2 separate regions of the Danio rerio genome follow, and region 2 is linked to region 1. The links are chromatin contacts, called in public Micro-C maps. All regions are on one chromosome and are shown on one strand. The core of a region is the stretch at or near the end of the contact, and the rest is flanking DNA. Distances in the headings are between cores, read along the strand shown. Region 1 holds the start of parp3 (poly (ADP-ribose) polymerase family, member 3). Region 2 holds the start of gpx1b (glutathione peroxidase 1b).

Evidence for each region. A called contact is a pair of places that touch in the nucleus more often than the background predicts.
Region 2: a contact with region 1 is called in a Micro-C map of caudal fin, with 4 times the contacts expected there. The contact joins the promoter of gpx1b here to the promoter of parp3 in region 1. A contact is called at or near these places in 2 of 18 Hi-C or Micro-C datasets (caudal fin and an unstated tissue) and 1 of 4 datasets of contacts at active chromatin or transcription factors (embryo).

Annotation. Positions count from the first base shown.
Region 1 is chr6:44,593,953-44,600,271 of GRCz12tu, reverse strand. It overlaps parp3 (poly (ADP-ribose) polymerase family, member 3), which reads left to right and starts at 2,218. Exons shown (of 11, transcript NM_200501.1): 1 at 2,218-2,282; 2 at 4,711-4,905. The coding sequence starts at 4,720. It also overlaps a transcript of grm2a not described here.
Region 2 is chr6:44,884,326-44,890,644 of GRCz12tu, reverse strand. It overlaps gpx1b (glutathione peroxidase 1b), which reads right to left and starts at 2,605. Exons shown (of 2, transcript NM_001004634.2): 1 at 2,342-2,605; 2 at 1-296. The coding sequence starts at 2,563. fancd2 (FA complementation group D2) reads left to right here and starts at 3,918. Exons shown (of 45, transcript NM_201341.1): 1 at 3,918-4,038; 2 at 4,301-4,417; 3 at 4,526-4,660; 4 at 4,775-4,842; 5 at 5,162-5,271; 6 at 5,416-5,473. The coding sequence starts at 4,354.

The sequences.
Region 1 (6,319 bases), core at 969-3,468:
ATTCTGGTTTGTGCTTTCTTGTAATTTATGTAAATAAAATGTGTTTTTTATGAATTCAAGCTTTGTGGTTGATTTACTGTCTTTATTATATTATATTATATTATATTATATTATATTATATTATATTATATTATATTATATTATATTATATTATATTATATTATATTATATTATATTATATTATATTATATTATATTATATTATATTATATTATCCACACACTTCCTTTGATGTCTGCACCAATGGGTCTGCACATAGTAAACCTTGTACATTATCCCCATCTAGAGGATGTAGGGGCTCATTACATCAAGTTGGTAAGGCTAATACATTGTGCCTCGAATTTCATTGTTATAACATTTCATTACATTATCTACTTACTACTTATGTTATAAATTTAATATTTATATCCTTCATAATCACAATATCCACATATGCAGCCTATCACTGGCTGAACAGTGTTACAAAAGGGTTATTGATATATACACTCATCACTAGTGGTGAAACTGGAGATTTTCTTGTCAAGTTTATAAAATATTTTTTGTGATGCTTTTATCTGCAGTAATTCTATTTTTTTATGAGCGATTTTATAATTTGTGACAGGTCTGTTGTTTCCTGTGCTGCTGAATTCTCCATTTTATATGCTACTTTTATAGTGTTTTTTTATTTTTTTATTTTTTACAGTCTATGGTTTTAACAGATTTAAGCAGCATCTACAGAAAAATCTCAGAAGTTAGATGGTACTGAGTTCACTTCTACAAATGCATACTTATCATTAGGTATACACCAGTTTAACATTAATGTAAAGTGCATAAAGTCAATGCAATTAGGTAAAGCATGATCAAGATGATACTAAAGTTTAACCCAGGTGGCATGGATGTTGCCAGACAGACTGGTCTGAGTATTCAGAAACTAACAATCTATTTGCATTTTTACATTTCCAGGGTTTACAAAGAATAGTTTGAAAAATAGAAAATATAGTACGTACACCAGCTCTCTGGACAAAAATGCCTTGTTGATGCTAGAGAAGGATGGCCATATGGGCTAAAAGAAAGAGTGGCATGACAGAAACTCACATACAGTAAACACTTATTACAACAGCTGACACCTGCAGACTGAACAATACATTTATAAAGCAGATGAGCTACAGCAGCAAAAGAGACACATGTGACACTACTGTCAGACATGAACACCAAACTGAGGCCACAAATCACAAAGGGTTCCCTAAAATTAGACAATAAAAGATTTGGCAAAGGGCGGTGCAGTGGGTAGTGCTGTCACCTCACAGCAAGAAGGTCATTGGTTCGGGCCTCGGCTGGGTCAGTTGTCATTTCTGTGTGGAGTATGTTCGCCCTGTGTTCGCTTGGGTTTCCTTAGTGCTCCGGTTTCCCCCACAAGTCCAAAGACATGTGGTATAGGTGAATTGGGTAAGCCAAAAATTGTCCGGAGTGTGTGTGTGTAATTAGGTGTGTATGGGTGTTTCTCAGTGATGGGTTGCAGATGGAGGGGAATCCGTTGTGTAAAACATTTGCTGGATAAGTTGGTAGTTCATTCCGCTATGGCAACCCCTGATTAATAAAGGGATTAAGCTGAAAAGAAAATGAATGAAGGTTGGACAGAAATGGTGCCTGGTTTGCCAACAACATGGATAATTATTATTATTAAATTATTAGCCCCTTTAAGCTATTTTTCTTCGATAGTCTACAGAACAAACCATTGTTATAGAATAACTTGCCTAATTACCCTAACCTGCCTAGTTCACCTTTTTAACCTAGTTAAGCCTTTAAATGTCACTTTAAGCTGTATAGAAGTGTCTTGAAAAATATATATATGTATGTATGTATGTATGTATGTATGTATGTATATATATATATATATATATATATATATATATATATATATATATATATATATATATATATATATATATATATGCATATATAAAATATAATTTGTCACACAGAGAATCTGAGTATTTGAGGAAAATGAATATTGAATAAATAGTTTTTTTTAACGTTTATAACGTTGTTAATATAAATTAATATAGCCTATGGTAATATGTATAATTATTATTATATATAACTCAAACTGTAAATTATATAGCCTATCTAGTATTAACTTAAAGTTTAGTCCGGTGGCAATTGTTGTATGTTGTAGTAAGCTACAGTAACGTAGGGAGGAGTGTGATTGTGACGTACACTGTCGGAAACACGGAAGTTCAGTCTGCAGACAGTGTCGAACAGTGAGAGTGAATCTGCAAACTTTCCCTGTACCGCCAGTATCAGGTCAGTGCCTTTTTATCCGACTGGTTATAAAATATCGAATCATATTTATCGGCGACGTTGCTTTTACTATATACATTTCGATAGTTACACGTGAAGCTGAAAATGCCAGTATGCGTCAAGAACCCATTTTAATCGCACGCCTGTTACACTAAACGCAAAACATTGTCACGCTGCGATTGTAAACACTTGACGTTTGTCATATGGCATGAAATCCTAAACATATTTGGTCAGTTAATAAATGCTCTCTCGTTGAATAGACACACCCCCGTGGTTTCTATAAACGAATTTGCAGTGCAGATAAGCTGATAGGCTGCCAGGAGCATCCACGTCACTTACTGTAAATCCGGCATGTCTCCACATGTCCCAGCAGTGCTGTGGTGATTTGGTGTTAGTTCACATCAAGGTTCACATTGAAATCAAGGTTTGCTGTTAGTTTAAATACCATTAGAGCATGCAAGATGTGACTGTTTCAGCAGAACACTATTTAACGTTAGTAGTTTTAGCTGTAAGTGTGGTTGTTAGATTCATAATATTCAAGTTAATGTCTACTGACAATTTAAAAGTAAAAAAAAAAATACTTTAGATGCAGTGAGGTTCTACACTCACCGGCCACTTTTTAAGGTACATCTGTCCAACTGCTTGTTAACGCAAAGTTCCAATCAGACAAGCACATGGAAGCAACTCACTGCATTTAGGCATTTACACATGGTCAAGACGATCTGCTGCAGTTCAAACCGAGCATCAGAATGGGGAAGAAAGGTGATATTAGTGACTTTAAACAAGGCATGGTTTTTGGTGCCAGACGGGCTGGTCTAAGTATTTCCGAAACTGCTGATCTACTGGGATTTTCATGCACAACCATCTCTAGGGTTTAAAGAGAATGGTCTGACAAAGAGAAAATATCCAGTAAGCGGCGGTTTTGTGGGCGCAAATGCCTTGATGATGCCAGAGGTCAGAGGAGAATGGTTCAAGCTGACTTGTTCAAGCTGATAAAAAGGCACTCAAATAACCACTTGTTACAACCGAGGTATGAAAAAGAGCATCTCTGAATGCACAACACATCCAACCATAAGGCGGATGGGCTACAGCAGCAGAGGACCACACCAGGTGCCACTCCTGTCAGCTAAGGAACAGGAGTGGAAACTGAACAGGAAACTGAGCCTACAATTCGCACAGTCACCAAAATTGGACAATAGAAGGTTGGAAAAACATTGCTTGGTCTGTTGAGTCTCGATTTCTGCTGCAACATTCAGATGGTAAAGTCAGAATTTGGTGTCAGCAACATGAAAGCATGGATCCGTCCTACCTTGTATCAACGATTCAGGCTAGTGGTGGTGTGGTGTAATGGTGTGGGGGAATTTTTTGGCACAATTTAGGCCCATTAGTACCAATTGAGCATCGTGTCAACGCCACAGCCTACCTGAATATTGTTGCTGACCATGTCTATCCCTTTATGACCACAGTCTATCCATCTTCTGATGGCTACTTCCAGCTGGATAAAGCGCCATTTGCAGCAACTGTGTGATGTTATCATGTCAATATAGACCAAAATCTCAGGAATATTTCCAGTACCTTGTTGTATCTTTGCCTCAAAGGATTACGACAGTAATGAAGGAAATGGGGGGTCCAACTAAGTACTAGAAAGGTGTATGGAGGAAAACAATCAGTCTATGCAAGAAACTAGTAGCTCTCAGCATTATTACATTTAATAATTTGCATATAGTCATTATTGTGAATGCACTCAGGACCATTTAACAATGCTGCAGATTAAATGTAATATAAAACTTCTAGAGTAATGCTATTACTATGACATATGTGTATTTAATTTTTTTTAAGGTTAAATAACATTACATTATATGTAATAAATAAAGAAAACAAACACATTATTTTTAGCTTGTTTATTTATTAATGAATATAACTATACACTGCATGTTCTGCATATGAGACATTGGGCTTTTTGGTCTAACTTACTGTTCTAATGATGGACAGGTGTGTTTTTGGCAGTAACCATAGATTTCCGTTATATGCCGAAACAATTATTATAACATTAAGTAAACATCATTTACCATGCAGACATTTTGTGAATGTCCTACAGTAAATATAGCAAAAAAGAATTTTGATTAGTAATGTGCACTTCCGTTAGTAAACTTTAAAGGCTATTTCAGTGTTTTGATTATTTTTTAACTCACAGATTCCATATTTTCAAATAGTTGTATCTTCTGAGCTGTACATTATTCATTCTAACAAACATCAGTGGAAAGCTTATTTATTCAAGTTTTGTAAGATGTATAAATCTCAATTTCGATAAAATGTACCCTTATAACTGGTTTTATGGCACACTTTATGACACACTTTAATTGCTGATTAAGACTTTATTGAATGTTTAATATATTATATTTTAAAATCATATGATTGATTATGAAAAAAGAGGACAAAGATGGCACCCAAGAGAAGGGCAGCATCGAGCACCAAAGCTGGAGGGAAGAAAGTCAAGCAGGAGACGCAGCCTGAAGCTCCACCCAAGGACAAATTCACTTCCGCCAAAGAGGCCCTGAAGGCAACAGGATCGCAGGTGAAGGGCACAAGGAACCCAGACAGCGTATGTCATCTGTCAAATGCTGAGGTGAGACTGAACAAATGTTTAAGTCTAGTTTACCACTAAATTAAGTTAATAACTACTTTTTTACACAAATGAAAACATTTTTATTACACTCTTGATTAAAATCGGATTCACCTAAAACTATTGACCTTATTCTTGACGTATGAGTGGGTGCAGCCATTGGAATTTTTGTTGGCTCCAGTCTCATTCACTTTCATTGGTTTTTAGATGTTATAAGGTGCTTGTTATGCTGCTTAATTTTGCAAACACACATTTTTTATTACTTTATTCTGCTTTTATGTAGTCATGAACACACTTGTTTGTAAGGGAAATAGTTTGACCGTTTTTCTTTATTATTCCTTGTCATTTCAACTTTAGGCAATTGAATTGGAAGTTCTGAAACAATCGCAAAAATGTGCACACTTCTGCATTGTAGAATAATGTCATTAAGATTTAAAAATATTTCTAAAGAGATCAAAAAGTAAATCCACATAAATTCAGTGATCAGTCAAGATTTATGAAGATCACTTTAAATGGTGAACCGATGTTATTTTGTTTTTTATTCATGTGCGATAAACATTGATAAGCAAACATAAGTAGAAGCTCAACCATCTGTTCATCTTATGAAGCAGGCATGTCTGTTTAGGAGACTTGGATTAAAATGCTTAATTTAGTTGCTTTTAGAAAAGAAGCATTTTCTATGAATGGGCTTTAAATGGAGGAACAGAAGTCTCTCAGATGTAAAATATATGTATTTGTGGTGATGAGAATGACTAGACTTCTTATGGATTGTAATTAGGGATGTATTGTTTGACAGTTTTTCCGTGATTCGTATGGATCACAACCCACAGTTCAGAACACACATGACCCACTTTTTATTATAATTTTTTTGCTTGTAGATTAACACTAAATTTGTAACGGTTGCAGAGAGATCGCCTCTCGCATCATTTACATCATATTTATGAAAGCATTTAGGCTTTCCTGTAAAGTATAATGATGATGGAAGAAGCTGTGGTAGGTTATTCGTGATGTGGTGGGTTTCTTAGGTTATTAAAGTTGTTTTCTATCACTACTTGTTTATTCTGCATCAATGCATTCAGTGTAAGCTACATGATTAATCATTAAAAGATCGGAATCTCTACACCCACGCAACATTCAAATTGCTGCATTCAAGTCTGTGATTAAAAATTGCAAAAATCAAGAAAGATAGTCAGTTTCTAGAGCTAGTTTTGAATTAGTTATGAAGTTACAAACAGTCAAAAAACACAGAAGTACTGGGATAACAGTAATCATGTGCTCAAAAATGAAAATTGTAGGCTGCAGTTATATTATTTAACCAAAAGGTGGTGACAACCAAACATTAAAAATATGCCACTAAATAATTTTTCAAAAATTACATACTGTATCTAGCAATAAAACATGAAGTTTTATGAGTGAT
Region 2 (6,319 bases), core at 1,356-3,855, 290 kb before region 1:
AATCTCCGGCTGTAGCGCTTGAACGGGACTCCGTCAGACCCGATCAGAAACTTCTCGAAGTTCCAGGCGATGTCATTTCTGCATACGGGACTCCAGATAATAAATTTGGGGTCGCTCATGAACGGCATTGGCTCATCGCTTGGGAAGGGAAGCTTCTCCTTGAGGAAGGTGAAGAGCGGGTGAGCGTTTTTCCCGTTCACGTCCACTTTCTCCAAGAGCTGGAATTTGGGCTCATAGCCATTGCCAGGACGGACGTACTTCAAGGACAAAAGGATCTCTTCATTTGTGCAGTTTTCCTAAAACAAAGACGGATTGGTGATGGAATTAGAAAAAAAAAAACATTTAAGTTATTTTGGTAATACTCTGCAATAAATGTGATTATTATATATTAGTAAATAGATAGGCCTACACATTGAGTCATTAGTCATTCTGTCTTAAAATATTTTTGATTGAAAAAGGAAAGGAAATCATTATTTTATCTTAGAATGAAACCACTTAAGCCTTCAACTTCCTGCTCTACCAAATGGTTGACCATGTTTTGACTGTTTTACATAATGGTTTACACACACAGCATTGTTGGTTTACAAAAAATCAAGCAAACATAATCCTGTTGCACTACTACACTTGATTTTGGTTTTATTGTAAACAACAAAAACAAGAAGACATGTTCAATGAGAATCTGAAATATTTTATGGAACACTAAAAAAAAGATACTTAAAAATGATTTATTTTGAATATTTGTTCAAATAAATTGGTCTTACACTTCATATTTTCCAAAGTATATGGAATAATTCAGGAACTTTTACCATAAACCAACATATATACCAGTTGGTGGAGGTTGATATATTAGAAATTATGGGATGTGTTGAAAAACATGCACTTAAATCATTTTTCTTTTAAGTTTAAATTTGTTTATATTTATTGGTCAGTTTGCATTTATAATTTATTATACTTTTTTGTGTAACTTGTAGCCTAATTTAGTCCTTGTCCATTTTTTCATTTTCATCAGTTTGCAATGTTTTGTTTAATTAAACTAGTTGTTTATGAAAATTGGCCTAATTTTAGTTATTTTAGCTTAATGTATCTTATTTAAAGTTTATTACATGCTTTTAGTTTGTGGGTGTTTTTTTTTTTGTTGTTAAATATTAACTTCTTGCTTCTATATTTTATGCTTAATTCAGTATTTAAGGGACTTACTAATAATTTTCACTGAACATTGTTTCAGTCAGGTTGTCAATGTACTTTTTTTAATTCAAATTTTTAAAAATTGTTTTCTGGTAAATGAAAAAATACAAATACATATAACACTGAATGATCACAAATGTAAAGCCAGGATGTATCCAGTGGTTAATATGGACAAAAGTACAATATTATAAAGAAAACCTGTTACAAGACATCATCGCATAAGACCAAAAAGTCCTCCCACACTGGGATACATTGTCCTTTTTGCGTCATTTGTATTAAACGTTCATACAAAGCTGTTTTAGTCGTTATATTGAGCCATTTTTTTAACTTTAGAATTTTGGGAGTTTTCCAGTATTTCTAAATGGCTCTAGCCGTTACCTAAATCCTCACCATGATTACTGTGAACTTTCTTTTTGTAATATTTGGTTCCCTACCTCCCAGTAAGCATAACCTTGGTGACAGTGGCATTACTGTGGTATTAATACAGTGGTATTAATACATTATTGTTCCAAGCCATTTACTCATAATATTTAGGATTTGGTGCCAAAAAGGCTGAACTAGTAAACAGTCCCAAATACAATGAATAAATACACCTCTGTCTTTTTGACATTTCCAACAAACATTATTATTATTTGCCAAGCCCATTCTATTGAGTTTGACTAAATACTTTTCCATTCCTCATCCCCTATTCATTGCAATCGGAATGCCTTCAAGTGTATGCAGTCGTTGCTGAGCATGATTGTTCTCAATGTATAATTTAAAATTAGCATATTGTTATTATTACTACTAGTCGTGGTGGTAGTACTAGAAGGAGGAGGAGAAGAACCTTTTTGTTTTAATTATAAAACTAATTAAACGGAGTAGGAGTAAGTCTTATTACAATAAAGTTTTCCAAACGTTGCTTTTTTAAATTTACTAGAAATTTTAATCAATGAAAACAATTAGGTGCAAATATAAAATGTAAGCAAAATCATAGTTTAAGATCAACCCAATAATGATCAATAAAGGTTTTATTAAAACCGATGACTGATTAAAATAGGCTAGAGATGAACCAGCATACAGTAAAGCAGGTGTTGAGCAGGATGGCAAGGTGAGAGCTGAAGTGCGCCACAGACAGACAGACACTTGTTCTGAAGGGCTCTATCAGGAATCTCACCTGATAGCCGAACTGGTTGCAGGGAACACCCAGAACCACGAGCCCCTTCTCCGCGAAGCGCTCGTGCAGCTCGTTCATCTGAGTGTAATCCCGGCTGGTGGTTCCTCAGAGCGAAGCCACATTCTCGATCAGCACCACCTTGCCTTGTAAAGAAGAGAACTTGAACTCCTCTCCTGTAAGAGTTTTGGCTGTGATGTCGTAAAATGATTTAATTCCAGCCATGATTCCTTCTGTTTCCTCCTTGTCTCGCAGGTAACTGTGGATTTAGAAAAATGACACTAGTATTAAATTGTGAGCTGTGGGCGGGGCGACCGAGTCACAACACATTCCACGCCTACTTTAATACACGCCCATAGAAAGTTAGGGAGCATTAACAAACTCCCGTTTACGGTTTTAAATTTGAAAACGAAATCTTGTCTTTTGGCCTGATGACTTGTTTTATTATATAAACACACACTCATTCCCTACGGTCAATTTTAGCACACCCAATTCACATGTACCTGTATCTTTGGGCTTGTGGGGCAAACCAGAGCACCCGGAGGAAACCCACACGAACATGCAAACTCCACACAGAAATGCCAACTGATCCAGCCGAGGATTGAATCAGCGACCTTCTTCTGTGTGGCGAGCGTGCTACCCACTGCGCCACCATGTCGCCCTATATTATAATATATTACAATGATGGGTTGTGGCTGGAAGCGCAACCGCTGTGTAAAACATGTGCTGGATAAGTTGGCGGTTCATTCCTCTGTGGCGACCCTGGATTAATAAAGGGACTAAGCCGAAAAGAAAATGAATGAATAAACACACACACACACACGTATATATATATATATATATATATATATATATATATATATATATATATATATATATATATATATACACGTATATACTTACTCTCAGGGCCATTTTATATAGAAGTTGATGTTTAGCTGCACCATGTTGTGTTTTTCGTTTTATGAGGCCCAACACTCAATCCCCAACCTGGAGGACCAGGACATACATACATACATACATACATACATACATACATACATACATACATACATACATACATACATACATACATACATACATGGCAGAGGCACAAAGGTAGATGAAAAAACAATTAACGTTTTTCTTATAATATTTTATCTTTGAAAACATAATGAAATTTTATAGAAACTTTTTTGGTCCTAAAACTTTAAATAATTATGCAAAAAGGGAGACATGTATGAAGGACCCGCAATTAGCAAATTTACTTGTTGTTGCATTACCTGTGTGAAAGGAAATCTTTTTATTTTACTCCGATTGGTGCATATTCCGTACATAAGTAGTATAGTTATTCTCCATTAATTTTATTAAACTTTATTAAAGTGAAAAAACAAAAATTTACCTCTACTATTTAAAAAAATATATATAATGCAAACAGATTAGATTAAGGAAACAAGAAAAATCGATTAACATTCTTTACTTATCTGCTCACAACATTTTTTTCCCTCAAAGTTAATTAAAAATCATCCCTATGCAGTCGGAATCCGACGGTTATGAACTCTGCTGAGAATTTTACCACGACCCCTAAACTGCATGAACCACTGGCGCGGGAAGCTCTGCGACATCCTGATCCTTCAGCCTTGTCACGAAAACACATTTTTAGCTTCAGCCTTAATTTATCACCATTTACTAACACAGTATTTACACGACAAACGTTAAAGGTGAGCATCGCGACGATAAACATCAGGGTAGTACTTTGACTCAAATACAGTCATTGCGTCGAGTTCGTCGGGTGTGTAATTTAGCACTTGCTTTCTCAGTCTGTCACGAATTACGTTAATTATTGTTTACAGTCCTCAGAGAATGATTATAGGATTGATTGTCTGCACTAGTACTGTCATTATTATGCTGTCATTAGTGTACACAGTGCCTCAAATTTAAAATAACCCACTTAAATCCGCATATTTGTTGTTACTCCAACAGGTAACTCAGTGTAGCATCTGTTCATTAGCATTTTCATCTGATCTAACTGAAATATGATGCGTAAGAAGAAGCGGTCATCCGTAACAGTGGATGAAGATCCCACTCTTGACGTGTCTAGTAAGTACACACTGACGCCACTTCCAAAATAAATAATGGGAATGGTAATGTCATTGGGTGGGATTACAAAGATCTCTGGAACTTTCTGATGTGTCTTGATTCATACAGAAGCAAAAAAGAGCAAGAGCAGCGGGCGATCCACAAAGTCTTCAGTTCAGGACTCCTGCCAGGACTCAGTTTTTGTTCAATTTCTGAAGGAATCAGGAGTCACTCTGACACCTGGCAGTACAGCTAATGAAATAGGTAGGATAAATTAAATATGCATTGTGTATACACTAAAGGTTGAATCACAATGAATGCATACATGCTCAACAGATCTTTAACATCTTTATTTTTTTATTTATTTATTTTTTACAGCTGTAGACCAAGTTATTTTCCAGAAGCGACTCCAGCAGCGTTTACGAAAAAGTCCCAGATTCCCCAATGTGAGGAGCTCGCCATTATATCACGTTTCAATGTGGTCCTGTTATTGACCCATGAACATTTACTGCTTGTTATTGAACTACTTCATAACTGTAACAAGAGGCAGTTCAATCATAACTTACAACTTACTGTTAAAACATATATATTTATCAATATGTGATATATACAACAATATTTATCAATATGTGGCTCTTTTTGGGTTGCCGGAAGCTGTAGAAATAACAAAATGTGAACCCTGGGGCCATTGTTTTTATTTACATCCTGCAGAATGGTATATAAGATGCTTTATTTGTGCCTACTTGTTGAATTGTGTCTTTTTAGATAATTCAGGAGTTTATTTCTGCGCTGGAAACATACATTGAAGACCCAGAGAGATTCAGAAACTGCCTACTGCCTTGTGTGCCGGCACCCACTTCACAGCAAGATACTAAGTAATGCACTATTTTTATTTTACTTGAACTCATCCCGATATTACATTTAAAAAGGTTTTATGTAATAAGTTGTAATAATGAGTTTTATTTTACTTGTAAATGCTTATTTTCTTCCTTTTTTTTTTATTTTTCATCTAATATCAGTTCCAGTTCTTATCAGGAGAGTCTGGTACGCTTGTTGCTTGGGATAGAAATGCTACAGGTACAAATAATCTGCTCACTTGCCTTTTAAATTATGATATCTTCCTCTTTTTTCTTATTTTACACTAACACACCATTCTAAATTGAAGTGTACATTTATTATTATATATTATATTAGGTAATATTCTAAACATAAAATTTAATTTAAGAATGCATCATTGTTAAAATTGTATTAATTTTATTGAAGTAAAAAAACAAACAACATGACAAGTAATCCATATTAATTAGAAAAACCACTGTAAAACATTTAGGAGACTTTATTTATATATTTTTGTGCTTGTAGGATGTTTATTTTTACTTACATTTTTAGACCATATTATATGTGTAATTGTATTTATTGAATTTTTAATTTATTTTGTATTAATGTTATCTGTTATGCACCTATGGTCTCAGACAGTGGTGTAGTCCTTGCTATACGCACGTAAACTCAGTATGCCTACTTTTTATGTGTATTAGCGTCTCCTTAAACTGTCTACCAAATGTATATTATTGAACTCGCATCTTAATTTCTTGCAATTGGTGCACTTGTTTAATTTGCACCATTCCCCACACTCTGATGAACACAGCAGCCTTGAGAACATTTCGTGAGAGTTTTTCGAAGATCACAACAAATCAACTGAATTATGTCTCGCTGAAACTTACAAGTAAAGTTAAAAAAAACAGCATGGATGTCCTTTTAGCACTTCTATATTTCCATTCGGCCCCCCTAAAACATTTTTTTGCGATTACCTCATGAACTGTACATCACTAAAGGACCGCCATCTGATATAAAAACGCCGGCAGTCTTCCGCTCCTCTGTTTTCAACTCATTTTTCATTTAGTCAGCAAACCACAGCTGTGAGCGCAA